Regions from separate parts of the Mus musculus genome. Here regions 1 and 2 are each linked to region 3. A link is a contact called in public promoter capture Hi-C data. All regions are on one chromosome and are shown on one strand. Each heading gives the region's core, a stretch centred on a gene start, on an enhancer-like site or on the middle of the called end of the contact. The rest is flanking DNA. Distances are from core to core; before and after follow the strand shown.

Region 1 (4,275 bases), core at 748-3,247, 200 kb before region 3:
CTCTCTCTCTCTCTCTCTCTCTCTCTCTCTCTCTCTGTGTGTGTGTGTGTGTGTGTGTGTGTGTGTGTGTGTGTGTGTGTGTGTAAGACTTGCAATGTAGTCCAGTCTGGTTCCACTTTCCTCCCAAGTTGTGGGAGTATGACCACACTGGATCTGTGTAGGAATGGGATGGAACTCAGGGCTTTCTGGGTGCTAGAGAAACTGTTTACCAAATTCTCTACTGATAGCAGCAGAGAGGCCAGCCCAGGAGTCATTCTTACTGATACACTGTCTTTGGGTTTTCGGAATAATCTGATGGGCTCTTTCATCTTTTCAGCTGGGTCTCATCAACCGAACCCTCCTCCACGCCTGCCTCTGTCATCCAGGCTGCTTGTCTCTCCTCTATTGAGGCGTTAATCGTCTCTGCATACTAATGAATTGCTTATCCCACTAAATGTGAAAATTTTTAAGCAATCAAAGGCTTGAAGTGGGCTGCTGATGGTGGCTCCTAGGGTGAGAACAAGCCACGACTCAGAAATTCAGGGGGACCCGGATGCAGAATGATAGCTGCAAAAAAGGGGGTGTCTGTGGATAAGAGAAGGGGAGCCTGAGTCTGCGTGGGGAAGGAGGAGGGGACTCCCAGATCTAGCCGGTCAGCCTGGCTCCAGCCAAGCCGGCTGTTTCCTGCCCTGGCTGACCCCCCACCCCGGAGCGGGACCCAGGCAGGGCTGTGAGGAAGGGCAGGGGGTGGGGAGCACTACTTGCGCCAGGAAGATAAGTGCACGGGGACAAAAGGCCATCACGGGTCTCCCGCGCCCGCTGGTGTGTGTGTGCGCGCAGGCGGACAAGAGGTCATCACCGGTCTCCCGCGCCCGCTGGGGTGTGTGTGTGCGCCCTTAGGGTATTTGGCAGACTCCCAGGTGCCCCAGACTCCTACCTCAGAGTTTCCAGACCCTGTACTAATTACCTTAAATTAAAGTCTCCTTACCGCAGCCCTTAAAGGACCGACTTCGGGAACAGCACCTCTCTCATCCAACCATCCCGTGCCCCACACTCACAGTGCCCTGATGTAGATAGGAGGCCGTCTTTCCTGGACCCTCCCCTCAAACTGATGGATGAGAGGGGGTGCTAGCAAATGAGAGGAAGGGCCCTCCCAGCCATCCCGAGGGCCCCCAGGAGCCAGACAGGAAACAGCCTCAGGAAAGAGCCACAACGGTCCCTACCCCCGCCTTGGAGGTCAAGGCTGCAGGCGGCGGGGAAGTGTCCCCCTCCTTTAAAAAAATGAAATGAGGTGTTACGGAGATCCCTCACCCTCTCTGACACGCCTGCCTTTTATTTACATTTTCTATACTTTGGGTTTCAAACCACTTTCTCCAGCGTTAGGCTGCGCGCTCAGTGGATCTCCAGGACTTAACGAGCACGCACTGATTGTGTGAGCGCTCTCTCCGGAGATAGACAAGCTGGGATTATTGCTTGAGGAACGGAGGTCTGTTGGGAAGCTCTCCATACCCAAATGCAAAGTTTTAACCTTCTCCTCCCAAATGCAATCCCCTGCTCCAACTAGGTGGCAGGGGGCGCATCCAGATGTGGAATCTCAGGTCCCGCTGCAAGGTCAAAGCAGGCTTTGTGTGGGGGCATTCACATTTACGCACACATCTGTGAGGCCTGGTAGGTTCAGGTCAGTCCTGAGGATTCCTGGGCTACTGCCCCAACATGCACAATCAGGGGTAGTAGGCATGGGACACCCAGCACCCCTGGACAGTCCCTAAGTTCCACACATGCCGCCCCTCCCCCTCTTGCAAACTTTCTCCTAACTTCCCGACAGGCTCAGTTCGGGCGGCCCCCCCTCTCATGAATTATTCAGCAGCATAGGAGCCAATCAGCTCCCCGTGCACCCCCCCCTCCCAGAGAAACCCGGGCTCCAGGGTGTTGGGAGATGGGGCGGGGGGAAACTCTGACATGGGACTGTCTCCGCCTCCTATGCGCCCCTCCCTCCTAGGCCAGGCGCCGCCCGACTCAGTCTCGACTCGGCCCAGCCCTGGCCCAGCCTGTTTCCCTCCCTCCTGCTCGGTTCCCACTTTGGTTTCCACCTTCCTTGACCGCGACCGGCGCACTAACCCCGGCGGCGCGACATCCACCAACCACTCCAGGGAGCGAGAGAGACCGCGAGCAATCGGCCCACCCCAGCCAGCCAGGGCGGGACCCCCGAAGCCCCGAAGGGACCCCTAACTCTCAGCCACGTCCCGATCTCCGCCCGCCCAGCGACGGCCACTGCCAGGACGTCCCCCCTCAAGGCTGGCCTCCCCGCGCGCGCGCGCTGCGGCGGGGACGTGGGGGCCGCACCTGAGCGCGGGTGCCTGGCGCGCCCGCATGGGCCATCGTTGAGAGGCCCTCGACGGAAAGTCCCAGCAGCAGAGTCGGTGTGCACCCGCCCAGGGGAGGGTCAGACCTGGGGGGGCCAGGGCCCCCCAAACTCGGATCGCATTCAGCCAAAGTGAGGCGGCGCCATGGAGCTCCGAGCGCTGCTGTGCTGGGCTTCCCTCGCCACTGCTTTAGAAGGTGAGTTTTCTTGGGGTGCCCCCTGTTCTTGGGGTCCCCCAAAGTTGTGCCTCAGAGTGCAAAAGCTGGTCTCTCCCTATCCCAACTCCGGTACCCCTTAAACACTTCGGACCAATAGCACTAGAACGGGAGGGGGCGGGGAGGAGGCGGCCTGGCGGGGAGTGGGGTTTTTCTTTTGTTTGGGAAAGAGATGGAGTCGAGAGCTCAGACCCGGGACCTTCCCTTACCCAGCCTTCTAAATTCTCAGTCCTGATGCCAAAGGCCCATGACAGCCTTCCTTTTCCTGTCCACCCTAATGTTCAAAACTATCCCCCAAAGTTTTTATCCTCTCTCCACCTCTGGCTAAACTCCAGGGGAAAGTTCCTGAAGGGGCACTTGCAGGCGAGGCAGACCCCAGCTAGGCCGTAAAGCGACCCCCACCTCTGGTTCCCTAGCGTTCATTCACACCTGGACTCCACACCCCAGTCAGGATGGCCCCATCTGCAGCCCCACTCTCCAACTCCCAAATGGCTGGCCAGGCTACTGACCTCGTGCAGACTCTTTTCTTGTTTTTCTCAAGGCTGTACCCCAACCTTTTACATGCCATTTAGACCTCAACTTTTCCCAAGGCTGAGGCTTTCTTCCAGCCATGCAAGCCCGCAGAAACTGCCTAACACCGGCCTGTGTCGCCCTAATTCACCCCAGCTGGCCGCCTCCTAGCCCGCCTCAGATTTCTGGTTTTTTTTTTTTTTTTCCTTCTGTATTCCTCTCCAAATGCCTCTTCAGATCTGTGAGCCCCTAACTCCACAGTCCCTCTTGGGGCTGCACAGGACTCATAACCCCCTTTCCTGCCTCCCTAATCTCTTTTCAATGAATTTGGCTCCCCCACAACCTCCCTTGCTGCTTAGAATCAAAGGAGAATCTGGGGAGTGGGACACAAGAGTGGGGGAGATCTCTCCCTGAAGCGATGGAATCAAAGGAGCTCCCTCTAGGCTGGGCAGTGCTGTTCTGGGCTGATCAAAGTGTGGGAATGGGGTGAGGACAGACTTTGGGCTCCTGGAGAGGAGGAAGTCAAATGGGCAGAGCACCCATGAAGTGTGTCTGGAGGGAAAGACGGGCCAATAGGAAATGCCCCTTCTCGCCTGCGCTACCTGAATGATTCTCAAGCCCCTGCCTTCACCTGTGCCAACTGCGATTATTTTACTGTTATTTTGCCCAGCAAAAAAGGAGAGTTCTTGTTTCCTTAACAGGTGACAAACTAAAGCTTTAGAAATGTTAATTAGTTTATCCAAGGCCTCAGGCCCTAAAGGAGGTGTAAACTGGGAGATGTGGTGGTGGGGGGGGGAGGGGACGACGACCTAGAAATGGAGCCCTGGAGGGAAGGAGGTGAGAGGTGGGTCTGGGAACTGGGGGACTGAAGTGAGCTGGAGGCAAACTGGCGTGTTGTGGATGCAGGGAAAGTGAGTCTGGGCTCAGCTCAACAGGCTGAAGAGCAGCCTGTTGCACAGACAGTGTGTAAATTGGAGACAGGAAAACGCTATCCAGGCTGGAACAATGGAGGGTGGGGACGGCGGCCTCTATCCACCCCCTTCCCAGAACCGTGGGCATCCTGTCCCCAACGTGTTCTGCTGTCTCCTGCCACCCATTAGAGGGGCCGGTAGGCTTTGCCTCTGGCTGCTCAGGTTCCTGCCTGCCCCCTACACCCTGAGACAGCACCGCAACTTTGAGGTGATGCCTCCCTCATCCACCCTAACTCCA
Region 2 (4,271 bases), core at 691-3,190, 230 kb after region 3:
GTTGTGAGCCACCATGTGGTTGCTGGAAATTGAACTCAGGACCTCTGGAAGAGCAGTCAGTGCTCTTAATCGCTGAGCCATTTCTCCAGCCCACACTTTTTTTTTTTTTAAAGTGGGTCAGGCAGTGATGGCACACACCTTTAATTCCAGAACTTGGGAGGCAGAGGCAGGCAGATTTGTAAATTCAAGGCCAGCCTGGTCTACAAAATGAGTTCCAGGACAGCCAGGGCTACACAGAAAAACCCTGTCTGGACCCCCTCCCCCCCCAAAAAAAAGTGGAAAGTGAAATTCATTACGCACATCCACACACACACACACACACACACACACACACACACACACATACACACACACACACCATTCATTGCCCAGGTCTTGTATTTGACCTAACATCCTTGAAACTACCAGGTAAGTCTTTTTGAAAAGTACAAACAGCTTCCCCAGCCCAAAGGCTGACTCCTCCGAGGTCTGTAGCAGACGTGGCCTCTCTGCTCCGACCTGATGTTCCCAGCTGGGTGTTTGAGAGATAACCTTGATTTATGATTGTCTGTGTTCCTTGTTCATGTAAGAACTTTATGACCCCATTACCATATTTGGGTGTGGTATTTGGGGAGATCTGAATTTGTTTCTGGACTATAGTCGCTCTCCTTTTGGTTTCACCAGAAATGATCTTATTACCTTTAAGGTTCCAGCTGTGTTTTGCATTATAAGGAGAAACCCTCTTAGTCACAGGAGTTACAGGCTTATCCAAATGCAGACTCCGAGTACTGGTCACCTGCCTTCACAACCATCAGCATTAGCTGCCGGCTTTCTTTTAATGCGTATGTGCTAAATGAATGCTGCACATCTGTGTGTGTAGGTGCAGTCTCCCCATTTATGTGTGTGTGTGTAGAGGCCAGAAATGAACATCAAGGTGTCTTCCTCTATCACTGCCCACCTTATTTGTTAAGGCAGGGACTCGATGTGAGCCTGGAGCTCCATGTTTTGGCTAGGTTGGCTGGCCATTGAGCCCCGGGGGTTATTGGGTTTTACACAGATGCAGACGCAGGGGATCCAAACTCAGATTCTTTCTTATTCGTTCCTTTCCTTTGTTTTTGCTTTTCAAGACAGGGTTTCTCTGTGTAGCCCTGACTGTCCTGGAACTCACTCCGTAGACCAGGCTGGCTTCGAACTCAGAAATCCGCCTGCCTCTGCCTCCCAAGTGCTGGGATTAAAGGCGTGTGCCACCACGGCCCAGCTGCTTCTAACTCCTAAGCCGTCATTGCTTTTTAAAAATGTCTCTGTGTGTTGTGTGTATGTGGTGGTGTGGTTTGGTGGACTGAGAGACTAGGATGTGGATTTTCCTTAGTCTAAGTGTGCATCAGAGGACAACAGAAAGGAGTCAGTTCTCTCCTTCCACCACGTGTGACCCTGGAATTGTCAGTCTTGATGGCAATCGCCTTTACCCTCTGAACCAACCCCCAGGATATGGATTTAAAATTAAGGCAATATTCCGTCAATTCCCTTAGTACTTCCTTATGCAAATATCAGAATCCAGGGATTTTGCAACGAATCTGCTTCCACGTACAGGGAAGATTTGATCGGCGTTCAAAAATGACCAAAACCTTCAGGAAGGGGGGTGGGGGCGCCACTCGGGACCTCTAGATGCGAGAGCAGCGAGGATATTGTTACAGTGAAAGAGGACTAACGCTTTAATCCCAGAACAAATGAGCATTAGAGTCTGACAGGCAAAGACGCCACACCCCCGTTCCCTAAGGAAAAGTAGTCTAGATAGGAATCCGTAGAGTACCTAGGGCACCGTCGCTCTAACGCCCCGCCTTAAAGGCGAAGTTAGCGTGTGAGGGCGGAAGTGCGTCCGGAAGCTGGAGGGCGGAGCGGTGGGAATGACGTCCAGGAGCGCCAATGGAGTGGCGCGGCGGGCGTGTCTTACTCCGGTGGGTAAGGGCTAACGGTTTCCGGTAGTGGTAGCCCCGGAGGGTGGGAGAAAAGAGGAGACCCCGCGTCCTGAAACCCCGAGCCTTTAGAACAAGATGATGGGCTTCGGGGCGTCTGCGTTAGAGTCCATTGAAGGCGAAGAGGCCCTGGAGGTCCCGGGGCCACCCCCGGAGCCGCGAGCCCCGGAACCCCGAGCCCCAGAGCCCGAGCCGGGCTTGGACTTGAGCCTTAGCCCGAGCCCGCTGCCCGAAAGTCCGAAGGCGCGGAAGAGCAGCCCGGGTCAGCGGAAGGGGCGGCGGGGCGGTAGCCGGAGGGGGCGGCAGGTGAGCGGCGTGAAGGCCCGGCCCCCCGCCCGCCGAGCGCCCCGGGATCTGCAGCTCACGGTTCCGCCCTCCACTCCCAGGTTCGTTTTCAACTGGCGCCGCCCTCCCCGGTGCGGTCCGAGCCGCTGCTGGTGGCCGGTGCACCGGGCGACGATCATGAGCTGGAGGCACCGGCCCTGCAGAGCAGCCTGGCTTTGAGTCTGGAGCTGCAGAACGCGCGCGCCGCTGTCGCCAGCGGCCAGTTTGATGCCTCCAAGGCGGTAGAGGAGCAGCTGAGAAAGTCGTTCCGGACCCGCTGTGCCCTGGAGGAGACCGTGGCGGAGGGTGAGGGGGGCAGGCGGCCGGCCGGGCGCGGTGGTCTGGGTGAAGGGCGATCCTCAGTCCCGCCTTCCCTGCGCTCGCAGGGTTGAACGTGCCGCGCTCTAAGCGACTCTACCGAGACCTGGTGAGTCTGCAGGTGCCCGAGGAGCAGGTACTGAACGCGGCGCTGAGGGAGAAGCTGGCGATGCTGCCACCGCAGCCCCGAGCCCCGCCCCTGAAGGTGAAGGAAGGGATGCAGGGACCTGGACATCCCTCTACCCCCTGGGCTCTCTTCCTCCACCTCGAGTGTAACCTGCTTCACCTTCCCATAGGAGGTGCTCGGGCCGGGCCCAGACATGACCATGCTGTGCAACCCAGATTCTCTGTGGTCCGAATCTCCGCACTTGACAGTGGATGGGCTGCCCCCACTAAGGCTTCAAGCCCGGCCCCGCCCTTCAGAAGATACCTTTCTCATGCATCGGATGCTGAGGCGCTGGGAAGCGTAGCCCTCATAACTCTGGAATGCTAGTCTGTAATTTTGTTAGTTTTTTTTTTTTTTATAATAGAATAAAATGTTTCCCCCCCTAAATTACCGAACTGTTCTTGGGAGTTTAGATAGGATTAAACTGCTTCAGGGTCTTCTACCCTTTTCCTGCCCCGACCCCCATGGCAAGTGGAAAGCACTGTCCCAAGTGTGGGGTCAGACCTTCCTCTCCATTTAAATCCCCAGCTTTAGTTATTAGAACTTGAGCCTTAGCCTGACACCGAGGCTCCAAGAATGTCCCAGCACTTGGGAGGCTGAGGCAGAAGGATTCTATGTCCAAGGACAGTCTGAGTTACACAAATTATTTTGATACGGTTTCAGGCAGGGTAGGTTCAGATGAGTGGTAGTACCTGGGGAAAGCATGTACAAAGCCCTAGGTTCAATCCCCAGAGTTGAGTGTGCAAGTGTGTAGTCAAACAGTAGTCAAAGTGTTTTAAATTCCACTTTGGCTGGGTGTGATGAACACTTGAGGTAGAGACAGAATCAGGAATTCCAGGCCAACCTAAGTTACCAAGTAACTGTGTCAAAACAACACTGCACACATACTGCTCTAGTTGTACAAACTATTATTTGTCTCTCTACATAGCTCTGGTTGTCTTGGAACTCATTATGTAGTCCGAGCTGATCTTAAACTCAGGAGACTTGCCTGTCTCTGCTTTCTGAGTGCTGGGACTAAAGGCATGTACCACTATACCTGGCTATTCAAATACTTCTGAGTAAAAAGTACTTACCCCAAATGTGGGTTTTAACACTTAATGATTGCTTCAAAGGAGACTGCTGGCTTCCATTCTTGTTGGGGACTAACAGGAGAGTGCTCAGTGTTTGTTCAAGGTTCCAGCTGCTCTTGACAAACTAATCAAGACCTTCATTTTGTAAAACATCCAAGCATCTCATTCCACCAAGGGTCCTGTAGCAGGTTTGTGGCTCTGGGCTATTAACTTTCTGGTTCCATTTTACCTCCACTGCCACCCACCCCTAAAGTTAGCCTGCCTCAAACTTCCATACACAAACACTTATCTGGAGTTTTCTTTTTTTTTTTGGTTTTTCGAGACAGGGTTTCTCTGTGTAGCCCTGGCTGTCCTGGAGCTCACTCTGTAGACCAGGCTGGCCTCGAAATCCGCCTGCCTCTGCCTCCCGAGTGCTGGGATTAAAGGCGTGCGCCACCACGC
Region 3 (4,859 bases), core at 574-3,073:
TTTTTTGAGACAGGGTCTCTCACTGATCCCAGAGCACATGGTTTCTGTGCGACTGGGCAGCCAGCAAGCCCCAGGGATCCTCCTGTCTCTACCTCCCCCACCCTGCAGGTACCAGCTGCCACACTTGGACTTTACAGGAGAGCCTGGGCTCCAAACGAAGGTCCTTGTGCTTTCCCAGTTAGGCATCTCTTCCACATCTCTTTTCCCTACTGTAGTTATTGAGACAAGTTCTCTCTAAGTCCTGTGTAGCACAGACCACTTCAAACTTACTATCCTGCCATAGCCTTCAAAATGCTGGAAAGACAGTGTTTGCCACTACACTCAGCAAAGAACAGGACTTCCTGGTGACTGACTTTAGACCACAGGTGTCTGTGTAGAGACATGGATCAAGAAGGCTAGCTAGAATGCTGAGAGCAGGAGAAATAATCTTCCCCAGGGAAGAACAAATCAGTACAAAACGGTCATCCCTGAAATCTCACGGCTGGAAAGGTGGCTCAGTGGTTAAGAGCACTGGCTGCTCTCTTCCGGAGGCTTTGGGTTCGATTCCCAAAACACATGGTGGCTCACAACCATCTGTAATGAGATTCGATGCCCTCTTCTGGTGTGTCCGAAGACAAACAGCGACAGTGTGCTCGTGTACATAAAATAAATAAATCTTTAAGTATATATACATATATATTATAATCTCAAAATTTAGAAATAGTAAAAAAGAAGGCTTGCTAGGTTAGCCAGGTGACTATATGTTAGCCATGAGCACTCACATGTTTATTATATGTTATGTACAAAGTCAAGAAGGAAAAATGGCCATCAGAAAGATGAAGGAAAGGGGCTGGAGATGCGGTTCATGTCTAACATGCTGAAGGCCTGGGTTCCATCCCCTGACCCTCATAAACTGGGGTGTTGGCATAGGCTTTGTAATCTTAGTACCCAGGAAGTGAAGGTAAAGAGACCACAAGTTCAAAGCCATCCTCATATATATATTAGTTTGAGTTTGGGCTACATGAGACCCTGTCTTAAATAAAAGAAAAGCCAGTTGTGGGCTGGGCAGTGGTGGCGCACGCTTTTAGTCCCAGCACTTGGGAGGCAGAGGCAGGCAGATTTCTAAGTTCGAGGCCAGCCTAGTCTACAGAGTGATTACCAGGACAGCCAGGACTACACAGAGAAACCCTGTCTCGAAAAAAAGAAAGAAAAGAAAGAAAGAAAGAAGGAAGGAAGGAAGGAAGGAAGGAAGGAAGGAAGGAAGGAAGGAAGGAAGGAAGAAAAAGGAAAATCTAGTCGTGTGCTGTACTGGAGGCAGCGGCATGGAAATCTCTCTGAGTTTGAGACCATTCTGGTCAAATAAATAAATAAATAAATAAGCCCAGAGACAAAGGTAAAAAGACACAGGAAGAGATGGAGAGGCATACTCCTCTGGTCCCTCAGTCTTCTCATCTCCTCATTTCTGTGATTGCATTTAGACTGAATGCGGTAGACTCTGGCTCAGGAGTCTGAGGATGGACATCTCTGGTTGAGAGGAGACCCCTCCCTCACCTACGTAAAAATATGAATAAATAAAAAAGACCAAGAAACGAGGGTCCCATGTCATCAGAAGGTCCCATTCCATCCGTTGCCCTGTGGAGTCCTCGTCTCCATCTCTTTCCTCTTTTCTCTGTGTCCATAGTCTTTGCAATTGGACCCTCGCCTCCTCCCAACCTCGGAATGAAGAAGCGGCTGTACCTTTAAAGCAGCGGCCCCCAGCCGGGTTATTGTCTCGCTTCATAACCAATCGGCCGCGCCGTTGGGGGCAGGGGATCCAGTGTTCTGATTGGCCGCCGCTGCGCCCCGCCCCGCCCGGGATCCCGGGAGCTGTCCGGCCGCCTCGGTGCTGATCCCGCCGCCGCCCACGGGCCGCGAGCAGCGTAGAGAGGGCACTATGAGCGGGGGCGTCTACGGCGGAGGTGAGCCGGCCTGGGGCACTGGGCTCTCGGCCTGGTCTACAGCCCTGCATCCCGAACCCGCGCGTCCCAAGCCCTGAGCATCCCTGGGCCTGTCACCTCCGTACTGCATCAGGTCCAGTCTGAGGTTTGGGTCTCCCACTACTTCTGCTTTCCATTCTCTTGGGGTTCCCAAGTGTACACTGCCTCTCGGGCCCTGGACCTTTCTTTTCCCTGCCAGGCCGCTAGGCAAGAGGGAACTCTGGTGGCTTTGACCCTCTACTTCCAGAACGCCCTGAAGTCCAGGTGGATCTCCCACCCACTCCCCGCTGAAGTTTAAACTGTGGCTATAACCCCAGAATCCTCTCCAAGCTATATAGGGAGACAGTTTGGGAGAGGTCTCCTCACAAGCCTGTCTCCTTGCACAGATGAGGTGGGGGCGCTCGTCTTTGACATTGGCTCTTTCTCAGTCCGAGCTGGGTACGCTGGGGAGGACTGCCCCAAGGTGAGCCTTCCAGTCCCCTCCCCAAATCCCAGGGGCTCGGACACCCTCTGCCAGGCGGGTCGGCCTATGAACAAATGCGCACAGGTCAATTCAAGTAGCTCACCTGAGTGGAGACAGGGGAAGGACCCCGGGGGTGGCTGAGGGCCTTGAGTGCAATTGAACCAGGGACTAGCAGGGATGATCCAGCTGGGCAGGGTAGTGCGTTCCTTTAAATCCCATCACTCTGGACGCAGAGACATGCAGATCTCTGTAAGTTCAAGTCCAGCCTGGTCTACAGCGACAGTTCCAGGCCAGCCAGAGGTTCACAGTGAGAGCCTGTCTCCAAAAAAGAAGGGAATAATCTAGCTCCCTGCTCATGTTCCTTGTAACCAGGCTGACTTCCCCACCACTGTGGGGCTGCTGGCCGCAGAAGAGGGGGGCGGGCTGGAGCTGGAGGGGGAGAAAGAGAAGAAAGGGAAGATTTTCCACATCGACACCAATGCCCTGCACGTGCCTCGGGATGGAGCGGAGGTCATGTCGCCCCTCAAGAATGGCATGAGTAAGGGACCCTCACCCACTACTTTCTGAAACAGACTGGGAGCCCCACGCCCAGTGTGTGGCTGCCGATCTCCATACCCACAGAACCTTGCTTGCTGCTGCCCAAGTCCCAAGGGTCTCACTGTTCCCTACAACTGCTGGGATTTCAGACCAGTTCCCCTAGAATTCTGGAACTTAAGGGGGGTGGTGCTTGTAAGCAGAAGTTGGACTCACCTACCTTCAGACTTGGCCTCCCTCCTTCCTTTACTTCCTGTCTCTGATCCTTGCCTTCCTTCCCACCTTCCCATCTATCTCTCCACGCTGGTCCTCTGTCCCTAGTTGAGGACTGGGAGTGCTTCCGAGCCATCCTGGATCATACCTACAGCAAACATGTCAAGTCCGAGCCAAACCTGCACCCAGTACTCATGTCGGAGGCTCCGGTGAGTGCCTCATCCAGACCCACGTCCAGCCCTGAGTCCCTGGAGACACATCCTTTCTGCCATCACCTCTAATGTGGAGTCGCTACTATCTGTCACTTCCCTTCCCTTTCCAGATTCGTCCTGCTCACACTGTCATCTTCTGTCACCTCCCTTCCTCCCTGGCTTACCCTCCATCCCGCCTTCTCTCTTCCAGCTCCATCCACTCCATTGCCCTGCGTTGTTCACACACACATTTTTTGGTCCATGTTATACATATATATGAATATTACCAATGTAGCTAAGTTGTGAGAGATCTTGCCTGGCATGCAAAAGGTTCTGGGTTCAAGCCTCGCTACTGAAGGGGGGAGGGGAAGTTACAGTTGTAATCCAAGCACTCAGGAGGTAGAAGCAGAAGGATCAGCAATTTAAATCAATATTCAACTACATAGTGAGTTCCAGGACAGTTGTGACTACATAGAGGCAGCCACCAGTTAACAATAGGTCCTCTGCTAGGGGTAGGATTTAAATGGATCATTTCATGCTAGGATTTCAGTTTGGATATATATATATATATATATTGTTTGCCCGTTTTATTGTTTGTTTGCTTATTTATTTGTGTGTGCACACACACATATGGCAAGGGACAAATTGCAGGTTCTCTCCTTTCTCCTGTGTATTCTGAGATTAAACTCAGGTGGTCTTGCTTGGTGGCAAATGTCTTCACCTACTGAGTTCTCTTGCCAGCTCCATTTGTCTGTTTCTGAGACAAGCTCTCCCTGTGTAGCTCATGCTGGCCTCAGACTTGAGATCCTCCTGAGGGCTGTGCTGACTGGTGAACACCACCAGATCTCACCCTATCCATATTTCTAAACATCACATATGTGCAATGCCCATGGAGACCAGGAGAGGACATCAGAGCCCATGGAACTAGAGCTAGAGGCCACCCACTGTGGGTGCTGGGAACTGAACTCGGGTCTTGCCAAGACCAAAGAGTACTCTTAACCACTGAGCCATCTCTCCAGCCCCTTTCTGTGTTTGTTTGTTTTGCTTTGTTGTTTGATTTTTTTTTTTTTTTGAGACAGTGTTTCTTTGGGTAGCCATGGCTGTCCTGAGATTAGCTTTGTAGACCAGGCTGGCCTTGAACTTACAGACATCTGTCTGTCTCTGCCTCCTGAGTGCTTGGATCAAAGGCATGTGTTACCATTGCCTAGCTCTCTGCATTTGAAAAACTGACATATTATTTTTGGTATGTGTGTGTGTTGTTTGTGTGTGTATGTGTGTGTGTTTAGGGGTGAGGAGAGGTGAGTGTGCCACAGTATCAAGGTGGAGGTTAGAGGACAGCTTTCAAGAGTCCTTACTCTCCTTCCAGCATATAGGTCCCGAGCACTGGACTCAGGTTGTCAGGCTGAACCTTCTTGTTGGCTCTTGTGTTTCATTTATTTTACGCAGTGTTCAGGAGTTTATACTATGAAAGATAAATATTTAGCTCTTTCTCACCCCACCAGG

What was found. Capture Hi-C pulls out chosen DNA fragments and counts their contacts.
Region 1: a promoter capture Hi-C map of adipose tissue shows a contact between it and region 3. The contact joins the promoter of Ephb4 here to the promoter of Actl6b in region 3. A contact is called at or near these places in 2 of 484 Hi-C or Micro-C datasets (B cells and embryonic stem cells), 1 of 115 datasets of contacts at active chromatin or transcription factors (embryonic stem cells) and 1 of 9 other capture datasets (adipose tissue).
Region 2: a contact with region 3 is called in a promoter capture Hi-C map of adipose tissue. The contact joins the promoter of Ppp1r35 here to the promoter of Actl6b in region 3. A contact is called at or near these places in 15 of 39 promoter capture datasets (3T3-L1-derived adipocytes, the C10 cell line, the HPC-7 cell line and 9 more), 1 of 15 datasets of contacts at CTCF or cohesin (large pre-B cells), 2 of 484 Hi-C or Micro-C datasets (bone marrow-derived macrophages and nephron progenitors), 15 of 115 datasets of contacts at active chromatin or transcription factors (the 230-238 cell line, acute myeloid leukemia, bone marrow-derived macrophages and 10 more) and 5 of 9 other capture datasets (adipose tissue, embryonic stem cells, liver and 2 more).

Annotation. Positions count from the first base shown.
Region 1 is chr5:137,348,112-137,352,386 of GRCm38.p6, forward strand. It overlaps Ephb4 (Eph receptor B4), which reads left to right and starts at 1,998. Exons shown (of 17, transcript NM_010144.6): 1 at 1,998-2,538. The coding sequence starts at 2,487. Gm52791 (a long non-coding RNA gene) reads right to left here and starts at 1,941. Exons shown (of 3, transcript XR_003955817.1): 1 at 968-1,941.
Region 2 is chr5:137,776,964-137,781,234 of GRCm38.p6, forward strand. It overlaps Ppp1r35 (protein phosphatase 1, regulatory subunit 35), which reads left to right and starts at 1,941. Exons shown (of 4, transcript NM_027242.5): 1 at 1,941-2,258; 2 at 2,339-2,582; 3 at 2,663-2,799; 4 at 2,891-3,144. The coding sequence starts at 2,031. The coding sequence ends at 3,064.
Region 3 is chr5:137,551,723-137,556,581 of GRCm38.p6, forward strand. Actl6b (actin-like 6B) reads left to right here and starts at 1,824. Exons shown (of 14, transcript NM_031404.5): 1 at 1,824-1,937; 2 at 2,342-2,418; 3 at 2,791-2,956; 4 at 3,274-3,374. The coding sequence starts at 1,913.